Linked DNA regions of Canis lupus: region 2 is linked to region 1. The links are chromatin contacts, called in public Hi-C maps. All regions are on one chromosome and are shown on one strand. Each heading gives the region's core, a stretch centred on a gene start, on an enhancer-like site or on the middle of the called end of the contact. The rest is flanking DNA. Distances are from core to core; before and after follow the strand shown. Region 1 holds the start of TTLL4 (tubulin polyglutamylase TTLL4). Region 2 overlaps LOC111094371 (a long non-coding RNA gene).

Region 1 (2,700 bases), core at 161-2,660:
CTCTTAAAATCCTTTTCCATATAATATTTACAGGTTCCTGGAATTAGGATGTGGATATATCTGTGGCAGGGGGGGCCACCATTCAGTCAACTGCAGTAACGAAATTAACAATGGATTCTTAACACCTGTCTTTGTTCATAATATTCCCAGTCCACATTCAGATTTCTCCGTTGTCTCAAAAATATCGTTTACAATTGGTTTATTTGAATCAGGATCCAGGCAAGGTCCACTCACTGCATTTGATAATCTCTTAAGTCTCCTACAATCTAGAACACCTCACTCTATAAAAAAAACTCTGAAACTGTTGAAGAAATGAGGCCATTTATCTCTACATTGGCCCACATTCTGGGTTCGTCGGATTGCTTTCTTGCAGTGTCATTATTTCTCTTTACTTCCTATGAAGTGGAAGTTGGAGTCAAAGGTTATATTAGGTTCAGATTCAACTATCTTTTGACAAAAATACCCTATTTCCTAAATAGTGAGGTTCAAATTGCATCACATTAGGGGACATAATTTATGGCTGTCTCACATTTCATAATCTAAGATTGGGAAAAAAAAAAATAATCTAAGATTGGTTAAAATATGTAGGTGATCTTTCCTGTGTAAATTCCTCCAGTCAGTCCTCTCATGGTTTTAGCATCTGTCAATACTGTTGCTGAAATCAATTATTAAGCTTCCTTGCTCTGGTCCAGATTGTTTTTATTAGGATAGTTTCACCTTTTATTATGTCCTTTATTTCTGTAGCCTACTGTTTAGAAAAGACCTTTTCACCCGCTAGCTCTTTCGATTGTCATTCAGATCCATTAGGTCTAGTGATATCTCGGACTAAGGACATCTGGGGTACTGTCTGCCTTGCCTAGGGAGATGAGTTGAGTCAGTTTTTTCTAAAGTTCATACCTGAAGCCCATAAAGCAGGTGGTTGTAATAGTACTCTACTGAGTGGATTGGAGTTAGGGTAAAATGGGTTGGAGGGAAAGGGGATCTAGCAATGTCTCCTTTCCTGGGGTTCAAAGTCAAGAGACTTTTGCTTAAAAGAACTATTAAGAAACTTCTTTAATAAAGTTTGAACTCTTTGATTTTAGAGGAGCGAATTAAAGCACGGCCAAAGAAAAAGTCCATACAGGTGAGGTGGCATCAAGGCCCAGAGAATCCTGGAATCCCAGAACGTACTCTTTAGCGGGTGGGGGTTGGAGGCCTGTGTTAATCTCAGGACTACATCTCCCAGAATTCCGCCCTCCGGGTCTCACGCGCCCTGAAGCGACTGCGCGTGCGCGAGGCAGGTGACGGCCTGCCCTCCCGGGCCCCACAACCCCCGAGATTCCGCGCGCCGGCCTCCCGCCCGCCCGCCGCCGCGATCGCCCCTTCCAGGCCTTCAGTCCGTCCGCTGGGGGCGCGCGCAGTGCGTGGCAGGCGGCGCCGGCGGCTGGGAGCGCGGGGCGCGCGGCGGTGCGTGGTTGCTAGGGGCGTCTGAGGCCGCCAGCTCGCCCAGCAGGCGGAGGGAGGAAGCCGCGCGGAGCCGGCGGCGAGCGGAGCCGAGGCGAGGCGGAGTCGACTAGGTGAGTGTGGCTGTGAAGCCGGGGGAGCGAGCCTCCGCCCGCCGCCCCGCCGCCCCGCCGCCCCGCCGCCCCGCCCTCTGCGCGGGTCCTTCCGCGCGGGTCCCCAGCCCTGCGGCGCCTCCCGCCCCGGCCCCGCGCCCTGCCCGCCGCCTCTCCCTGTCCGGGGCGGCGAGGGGGCTTGCGGCCTCCCACCCGGCCGGCTCTTCGCGCGGCCTCGGGACCCTTCCCCGTCTCCGCCACGCCCCGGGAGCCTAGGCAGCCCCGCAGCATCCCCTCAGCCTGGGCCTCCGTCCTCCTGGTTCCCGCCGCGCTGCGGTTTAAATCCTCCCCGCCCGGGGGTGAGCCCAGGCTCCTCTCCATTCGTGGCTGAGTTGAACATGGATGCCCACCTTTTCCTGTCCCCATCCTGTAGCTATAGAGAAGTGCTTTCCTAAACTGGAGAGTTTCAAACAGAATTTGAGATCTTGTAAATTTCTCTCCTTTATCCATCCCTTTATGTAATCATTCATTCAACGTTTTTTTTACGAACATCGACAAATATTTAATGAGCCGGCGCACTGTGGAAGGCGCTGGAAGACAGCAGTGGTGAACGAGGCAGGCTTGTCTTCGCGGAGCTTATAGTCCGGGGGAGATTTTAACCAAGTACAAGCGTTTGCCATACTGCGTGGTGTGTGCCCTCGTGGAAAGTTAACCCGACTCGCTTGGAAAACTATGTATCTGATCCCCATTCTTTGGTCTTCGCACCCTCATTCTGGATCTAGGAAATGTTTTAATCCTTCCTTTATAGAGTCCTCCTTGCTGCCTTAGATACTCCAATCGCATCTTCCTCTACTTCTTCACCTGTTGATTTAGCCAATCAGGAAGTAGTTAGGGAACCCTTCGGGACAGCTTTCTGTCCATCTTCATTTCTTGCAGCAAGTATTGAAACACTGTTTGAGATCCACGCCCTCCCCCTTGATGCTGAGAAAGTTATTACCAGCTGCTTGTTGGTTGGACTGAATGCACATTGAAAAATTATCAAGTGTTTTCTGGGAATAAAGAAGTGGAGAGCACATTCTAGATACAAAGTAACTTTAGAAAAAACACAGCAAGGCCTAAAAAGAGAACTGGAAACAGTTTGACAAATGCAACCTGGGTTTGGAGG
Region 2 (2,700 bases), core at 129-2,628, 49 kb after region 1:
GTGCCCAAGATCCGGTGTCTTGTTCCTCCATGTGTCCTCCAACGCAAATGTCGGTGTATCGCTCTGAAGGAACAGCGTACTAAGAAAACTAAGGAAGAGGTTGTAGAATATGCTAAACCTTTGGCCAATAGAATGAAGGAGGCCAAAGAAAAGCACCAGGAACAGGTTACCAGGAGATGGGGACTGTCCTCTCTGAGAGCTTCCACCTCGAAGTCTCAGTCCAGTCAAGAGGAGATTTTTCTAAGAGTAACAAATAAATTCCATCAGCCATCAGATCTTTAAAAAAAAAAAAAAAAGCCACCAAAAAAATAGAAACCGGAAACGAAATATGTGATGACAGCACTAGAAACCACTTCCTCATTTTGAACAGACAATGTACCCATTGTTTGGTAGCATTACTGCCCCCTTGTTATACAATCACCCACATAATATCATTCAGGCAACACCACTGCCCAGAGACTATGCTGGTGATCTTTCTGCCCCGGAGAGTTGCTCTCAGCTCAGTGTCACCGTTCATTAAAAGTGATTTTGAGAAACTCACTAATGTTGTTGGAATTGTAAGTTAGTCTTCCAAGGTTGGTCTTGTAAACCTGTTGAAATTCTGGGTTTGGAAATGGAAGTTGGTCCTTTGGTTTTATTCTTAGCCTCTCATTTACTCTAGTGAGTACACTTGATCGTGGGTCCAGCCAAACCCTCTCCTATCCTTCACACTATCTACAAAAGCTCTAACAAGCTTCTAGATGGAGGATCATGGGGGTACAAATTATATGCACAGGGAGGACCCATAACATAGTATCCAGCTTTTCTCTGGAGTGTCATGCCTCGTTTCCCACCAGCCCTGGGCTGGTCTGGGCCTCTTTCTTTCCTTATTTACTCCGTCTCTTCCTTCTTTCCCTCCTCCCTTCCTCCCTCTCTATAGTTTTTTGTTTTTTGTTTTTTTTGGTGGCAAAATATATATAAAATAAAATTGGCCCATTTTAACCATTTTAAATGTACAACTCAGTAGCATTAATGACATGCACATTATTACATAACCATTATCTCTACGTGTTGCCAAATATTTCATCACCCCAAACAGATGGCCCAAGTGGGAGGTTTTTTGTTTGTTTTTTCCCCCAAAGGGAACCGCAACAATTTCTTTGGAAACTCATGTAATTTTTTTTTTTTTTTTTTTTTGTTTAATGATAGTCACACACACACACACAGAGAGGCAGAGACACAGGCAGAGGGAGAAGCAGGCTCCATGCACCGGGAGCCCGACATGGGATTCGATCCCACATCTCCAGGATCGCGCCCTGGGCCAAAGGCAGGCGCTAAACCGCTGCGCCACCCAGGGATCCCAACTCATGTAATTCTATAACTGATCTGGTCACTCCTCCGTTAGGAATTCGAGTGTACCATCCCTCCCCCTGAGCATGGAACTTCTCTGACGAAAGCGTATGGCAAAACGGATGCTGTGTCACTTTTGAAGCAGGCTAATAAAAGGTCACGCCGCTTCTGTCTTATTCTTTGGAACATTCATGCTCAGAGCCCTGGGCTGCCATGTAGTGGTAAGTCCTACTGCTTCACTCCTGGAAGCCCAGCCACACAGAAAAGCCATGTGAGGACATTCTGGATGGCAATCCTTGCCCCTGAGTCACTGGGCACTTCCAGATTCTTCCAGCCCTCAGCCTTTGAATCCTTCAGCCTGAGCTCTCACACATCATAGAACAGAAACGAGCGATTCCCACTGTGCCCACTCCCGATCCCCTGACTCACAGAATCCGTACCTGTAACACAGCAGTTGTTGTTTTAAGTTGCTAATTATTTGGACAGTTTGTTATGCAGCAATAGCAGAAATCTAATACACATGACTGGTTTTAAAGTGTCATGCTCAGTATGTTAGAACACATTAGCTCCAGTTGCCTTCCTGCCTTTTGCATTATTATTACTATGACATTGTGATTTATGATATATATATCACGCAGATGACCAAAACATATTCTTCATCCGTGGCTCCTGGCTCACAGCTCCTAGGACCCTTGGAATTTCCTGAGCAATAAGAGCAGTGGGACAATCTTTTGTTACAACATTTGCTCTCTCGTCTTCAGTTCCCGAAATCACTCCCGAGCCATAAAGGTACAACAAGTGTCTGGCTATTCCTCACGAGCCCCTTTGCACCCCAATTGAGTTTACATTCATAAAGTGACTTTTGGAAAGCACCTAAGAGGGGAGGCTGGTCGCCAGGGGGAACCAACCAGGAATAGAGGATTGGAACTTCCAGTCCCAACCCCTGATTCCCAGGGAGGGGAGTGGGGCTGGAGGTGGAATCAATCACCAACAGCCAATGATTTCACCAACATGCCTCTGTAATGAAGCCTCCGTAAAAAACCCAAAGGATGGGGTTTGGAGAGCTTCCAGTTTGGGGAACCAGAAGGCTTCCACATGCCTCTGTGCTGGGCCCAAAGTCCACGGGGACAGAGGCTCCTTTGTTCTGGATGTTGTCCTGTTTCTCTTCGTCTGGCTGTTGGTTTATCTCCTTTAAAATTCTTTGTAATAAACTAGCGATCTCGTGAGTGACTGGGTTTCCTGAGTTCAGTGAACTGCTCTGGCAAATTAATCAAAGCCCCAAACTTAGAACCCTCTGATTTACAGCTAGTTGGTCAGAAGTACAGACAACTAACTACCTGAATTCATGGCTGGCATCTGAAGTCTAAGGAG

What was found. A called contact is a pair of places that touch in the nucleus more often than the background predicts.
Region 2: a contact with region 1 is called in a Hi-C map of blood, with 2.2 times the contacts expected there. The contact joins the enhancer-like site here to the promoter of TTLL4 in region 1. A contact is called at or near these places in 2 of 9 Hi-C or Micro-C datasets (both in blood).

Annotation. Positions count from the first base shown.
Region 1 is chr37:25,178,260-25,180,959 of UU_Cfam_GSD_1.0, forward strand. TTLL4 (tubulin polyglutamylase TTLL4) reads left to right here and starts at 1,411. Exons shown (of 19, transcript XM_038585750.1): 1 at 1,411-1,556.
Region 2 is chr37:25,227,048-25,229,747 of UU_Cfam_GSD_1.0, forward strand. The region is part of intron 3 of LOC111094371 (a long non-coding RNA gene); the gene reads left to right. Among named protein-coding and RNA genes, the nearest start is that of CYP27A1, 13 kb to the right of the region's middle. Within about 2 kb of position 1,379, at least 7 of the 20 cell types and tissues checked have an H3K27ac peak or open chromatin away from gene starts, as enhancers often do. A contact at or near this core is called in blood, where this site is marked.